Linked DNA regions of Sus scrofa: region 2 is linked to region 1. A link is a contact called in public Hi-C data. All regions are on one chromosome and are shown on one strand. Each heading gives the region's core, a stretch centred on a gene start, on an enhancer-like site or on the middle of the called end of the contact. The rest is flanking DNA. Distances are from core to core; before and after follow the strand shown. Region 1 overlaps LOC110260737 (a long non-coding RNA gene). Region 2 overlaps GPR19 (probable G-protein coupled receptor 19).

Region 1 (2,668 bases), core at 52-2,551:
TATTTCCAATAAAAGATACTGTATTATGCTGAGGGAGAGATTTCAAATAAGTACAAGGCAATGTCTAACAAATGGAAACTTAAGGCATCCATGAAAAATACTCAACACTATCAAGCAGCATAGAAATGCCAAGGTCAGGAGGCATTTTAGAGAAGAATAAAAGCCTACAAATGTCTTTTGGTAAATCTGTGAGTCAAGTGATTTGTTAGTGCCCTAATAAGGCATAAACAGAAGAAATAAGGTGAGTAGAAGAAAGTTTACCCAGGACTGGTCAAGAGAAGCTGCCTCGTGGCCATGCTGATGGGCCTGGGTTCTCTGTGTGCAGCAGAGAGGAGTGGGGGCCTTAGAAAAGCAGGTGAAATGTTGTTCCCATTGTGGTTCTGTGGGTTAAGGACGGGACAGAGTCTCCATGAGGATGCAAGTTCGATCCCTGGCCTCACTTAGTGGGTTAAAGATCCAGCATTGCCACATGCTGCAGTGTGGGTCACAGGCTCTGATCTCGCATTGCTGTGGCTGTAGCATAGGCCAGCAGCTGCAACTCCCTTTTGACCCCTAGTCTGGGAATTTCCATATGCTGAGGGTGCAGCCAAAAAAGACCAAAAAAAAAAAAAAAATTGTAGAGAGGAAAAGCAAGAAACAGAATTAGCATGTCCCAGGTGTCACCCAGAGCCTGACACTTATTGTTGACAAACAAAAAGTCTCACAGATACATTCCCCTTTCTCCTCCCATGTAACCACCGCTTCGGTTCTGCAGCCTCAGGTCTCCCATTCACCAAATCGTCTATTCCCACGGTGCCTGTTCCAGAATCCATCACTAGATGCTAATGGGATTCACAGCTCTTCTTGAGTACCTAACCCAAGCCTGGGGCCCAGGCTTCACCAGCCAGGTGAAGATACGCTAGAGATAAGGGTTTTGTTCCCTCCTTCTCACTTTCCATCAGGAGCTCTTTCTTTTGAGCAAAGATTTGCTGTATTTTATTTTGCTGGCAGAGAGGAGGAAGGGAGGTGGAGGGCAAAAGATAGAAAGGAAACAAAGGAGCTAAGATGCAGTAGGTATTTGGGGGCTGGTTTTGGCTGGAGCTGATTCTTAGAGCTATTGTGTTTGAGAAATATGAAAGACTACCACCAAAGACTGAAACAGAAACACCTGTGATTGGGGCTGGGCATTACAGGTCCCCTAGACCAGTTCCAAAAGAATCTGAGTTGTTAGCTGAAATGATGAACAAACTGTGAACGATCCGTTTGCCCACACCAGTAAAAACTTAAGGGAAGCACATCAACTCTTAATCGCTATACAGGTTTAGCCAGCAGAGGGCGCCCTCTTACTAATCTTCAATTAAAAAATCCTCGCGGGTTGTCCGTTTTTACTACCTCTCTTTTGAAGTCTCTTTCCAAAACCAAATATGTAAATAATGAATCCTTTAGCCAGAGTATTTGCGAACATTGAATCCAGCTGTTCAGTTTTTTGAAGAAAATGTTTCCATATTCACTCCTGAGTTGTTCTTAGCTTAGAAACTTCACACCACCTGAACTCGCCAAGGGCAAAATATGGACTGGGCCTTAAAAAACACAAGCAACCAGTTCCTTCTGACAATGAAGACAATACTAGCTGACCCCAGGGTAGCTGGGGAGAGAGGGAATTGGTCCTCGGAGTTAGCATAGGACTTGCCTGGGTGCTCCTTCCAAACCTGAAATCAATCAGTTATGATCAGCATCTGCTCTCACAGTCCAAAGACCTCACATCCCTTTCACTTACTAAGGGCTAAGTTTTAAAACTTCCTTTTTCTTTTTTTTTCACACGGCCGCACCTGTGGCATATGGATGTTTCCAGGCGAGGGGTCCAATCAGAGCTGGAGCTGCTGGCCTCCACCACAGCCCCAGCAATGCTGGATCTGAGTGACATCTGCAATGCTGAAGCTTGTGACGACACCAGATCCTTAACCCACTGAGCAAGGCCAGGGATAGAACCAGCATCATCATGGAGACTGTCTCAGGTTCTTAACCTGCTGAGCCACAATGGGAACTCCCTTAAAACATGTTTTATATTGTGTATGTTGAGCAGCATGGCAAAGAAATTCAAAGGTGTGAGTCTGGACTTTCTTTCCCACACCTTATCTGAAGGATCCCAGTGTAAGACTAGGGATTTTGACAAGTCAGAATGGCCATCATTCATAAATCCACAAATAACAAGTGCTGGAGGGGCTGTGGAGAAAAGGGAACCCTCCTGCACTGTTGGTGGGAATGTAAACTGGTACAGCCACTATGGAGAACAGTTTGGAGATACCTTAGAAATCTATACATAGACCTTCCATATGACCCTGCAATCCCACTCTTGGGCATCTATCCGGACAAAGCTCTACTTAAAAGAGACACATGCACCCGCATGTTCATTGCAGCACTATTCACAATAGCCAGGACATGGAAACAATCCAAATGTCCATCGACAGAGGATTGGATTCGGAAGATGTGGTATATATACACGATGGAATACTACTCAGCCATAAAAAAGGATGACATCATGCCATTTGCAGCAACATGGATGGAACTAGAGAATCTCATACTGAGTGAAATGAGCCAGAAAGACAAAGACAAATACCATATGATATCACTTATAACTGGAATCTAATATCCAGCACAAATGAACATCTCCTCAGAAAAGAAAATCATG
Region 2 (2,668 bases), core at 70-2,569, 42 kb after region 1:
TCAAATGGAGGTGAAGTGGAGGCCAAAGGTATTGTGGCTGTTAGCAGGCTCACGAGTGAAGAGTTCATGCAATTTTAAAAACACAGACACACACACTCTGATGCCAGCATTTTGTCTGTCAGAAAGTTCCTCCCTATCCTTGTCCTTTCTCTTTATAAAATTTGCTACACTTGTTAGAGAGTGTTGACAGGGTAATACAGGTATCTTCTCTATCTCATTGCCTACCGCTGTTTGAATCCACTCTATACCAGATTAAGCCGAGTCAGACTCTGCCTCCTAAGAATTTAGATCAGAACTTTGAGAGACTGGGTCATATGTTTTCTCTCCCCCCTTATTGAAGTATGATTGACTAATAAAAATTATATATATTTAAGGTGTACAGTGTGATGTTTGATAAATGTATACATTGTGAAATGATGACCACAACCAAGACAATTAACACCTCATGTCACTTAGTTACCATTTTTGTGTGTGTGGTGAGAATGCTTGAAATATCTCAGCAGAGTAAAGTATGCATCATTATTAACTATAGTCACCAGTGCTGTATGTACATTAGGTCTCCAGAACTTATTTATCCCATAATTAAAAGTTGTATCCTTTGACCAGTATCTCTCTGTTTTCCCCAATCCTCCAGCTCTGGTAACCACCATTCTACTCACTGATACTTTGAATTCAACTATTTTACATTCCGCATATAAGTGAGATAGATCATGAAGCATTTGTCTTTCTCTGTCTGGCTTATTTTACTTAATATCCCCCGTGTTCATCCATGTTGTCACAAATGGCAGGATTTCCTTCTTTTTAAAGGCAGAATAATACTCCATTGAGTGGTTGTGTGTGGTGTATTTGTGTATCACGTTTTCTTTATCTTCTCATCCATCAACAGACACCATCTCTTGGCTACTATGAATGGTGCTTTGGTGAACATGGGAGTATAGATATCTCTTCGAGACAATGATTTCATTTCCTTTAGCTCTATACCCAGAGGTGGGATTGCTGGATCATATGATGGTTCTATTTTTAATTGAGACTTGGTCATTTAGGTAAGAGCATTGAACTTGTAAGGTGTCATGTAAGTTTCAGAGCCAATGCCACTGTTTGGGGGCCAGTAATCAGAGGGAGCTGCTCTCAAAAGAGAAGCAGATCAATGCAGCTAATTGAAGGAGGGTGACTAGGAAACAGTAGGTCCTGGAGCCTCAGAGAGAAAGAGCCGGATTCAGTGGATACTTGGCCCTGACAGCTTTCTCTCCCTTAACTTCAGTCCCATCTTGGGTCTAACTGCCACTTCCTGTTTTTGAGTTCCCTGCAGTTTCTTCTGAGTCTGTAATATATCCACCTCCTCCTTAGTGGCTTTCTTTTTTCCCCTTAGACAACACTACAGTGTGGCTAGTTGTGTTCTCCCCTTCCTCATGTTCTTGGCCTAATAAGAAACCACATACTTTCCAGAATAGGAACACACACATACGCAGCAGGGACACTTTCTAACTCACTACAGTTTGAGTATGCCTAGAAAATGTAGGTCTCTTACTGATTTCTGGAGTTTTCACCCATGTATAAGCTGTCTATTACTGTGTAGCAAAATTCCCCCAAACTTAGGAACTCAATAATAAACAGTTCTCATTTCTGTGGGTCAGGACTTTGAGAGCAGTTTAGCTGGGCATTCCTGGCCTGGGACTCACAAAGTTTCAGTCAGCATTGTCTGGACTGTAGTCCCGTGTCTAGGGCTGGAGGATCTGCTGCCAAGGCAGCTTGCCTCCCTGGTTGCTAGTTGGTGCTGGTTGATGAGAGGCCTGCGTTTTCCATATATGAACCTCTTCACAAGACAGCTTTCCTGTCCTTGTAACATTGTGGCAGGCTTTCCCCAGAATGAGTAATCCAATGATCCAAGAGGGAGAGACCCAGGTAGAAATTGTCCTTACTATGATCTAGCCTCGCAAGTTATAGAGAAACACTTCTGCCACGTTCTCCTCATTGGAAACAGGTAGTAAGTCTGACCCATATGGGATCTGGCCTTGCTGTGAGCTGTGGTGTAGGTCACACACGCAGCTGGGATCCGGGTTGCTGTGGCTGTGGTGTGGGCCAGCAGCTGCAGCTCCAATTTGAACCCTATCCTGGGAACTTCCATATGCCAGCCCTAAAAAGATACACACACACACAGCCTGACCTACATTCAAGGGAAGTAGTAGTAGGTGTCATATTTGAAGGGGGACATAGCAAAGAATTGGTGGACATATTTGATTATTTTATTTTTTTGCTTTTCAGGGCCACACCTGCAGCATATGGAGGTTCCCAGGCTAGGGGTCAAATCAGAGCTATAGCTGCTGGCCTATACCGCAGCCACAGCAACGCAGGATCCGAGCCATGTTTGCGACCTATACCACAGCTCAGGGCCACACCAGATCCTTAACCCACTGAGCGAGGCCAGGGATCAAACCCGCAACTTCATGGTTCCTAGTTGGATTTGTTTCTGCTGTGCCACAATGGGAACTCCTGGTGGACATATTTTAAAACCACAACTGTTAAATTATAGGAAAAAAAGTGTCCAATTCAGTTTCAAATATAGTTCAATTTCATTACTTAAATGGTTCCTTATAACTCTCCTTTGGATGAAAATGTTTCATCCTTCATGATGCCTCCCAAGGAGGTCCTGTCATCTGAAGATAACATC

Evidence for each region. Hi-C and Micro-C count contacts between places; a contact is called where the count stands out from the background.
Region 2: a contact with region 1 is called in a Hi-C map of alveolar macrophages, with 2.1 times the contacts expected there. The contact joins two enhancer-like sites. A contact is called at or near these places in 12 of 47 Hi-C or Micro-C datasets (alveolar macrophages, blood, embryonic fibroblasts and 3 more).

The regions. Positions count from the first base shown.
Region 1 is chr5:59,715,665-59,718,332 of Sscrofa11.1, forward strand. The region is part of intron 1 of LOC110260737 (a long non-coding RNA gene); the gene reads right to left. Among named protein-coding and RNA genes, the nearest start is that of CDKN1B, 19 kb to the right of the region's middle. Within about 2 kb of position 1,302, at least 6 of the 83 cell types and tissues checked have an H3K27ac peak or open chromatin away from gene starts, as enhancers often do. A contact at or near this core is called in alveolar macrophages, where this site is marked.
Region 2 is chr5:59,757,747-59,760,414 of Sscrofa11.1, forward strand. All of the region lies in intron 2 of GPR19 (probable G-protein coupled receptor 19), which reads left to right. Among named protein-coding and RNA genes, the nearest start is that of GPR19, 9.3 kb to the left of the region's middle. Within about 2 kb of position 1,320, at least 11 of the 83 cell types and tissues checked have an H3K27ac peak or open chromatin away from gene starts, as enhancers often do. A contact at or near this core is called in alveolar macrophages, where this site is marked.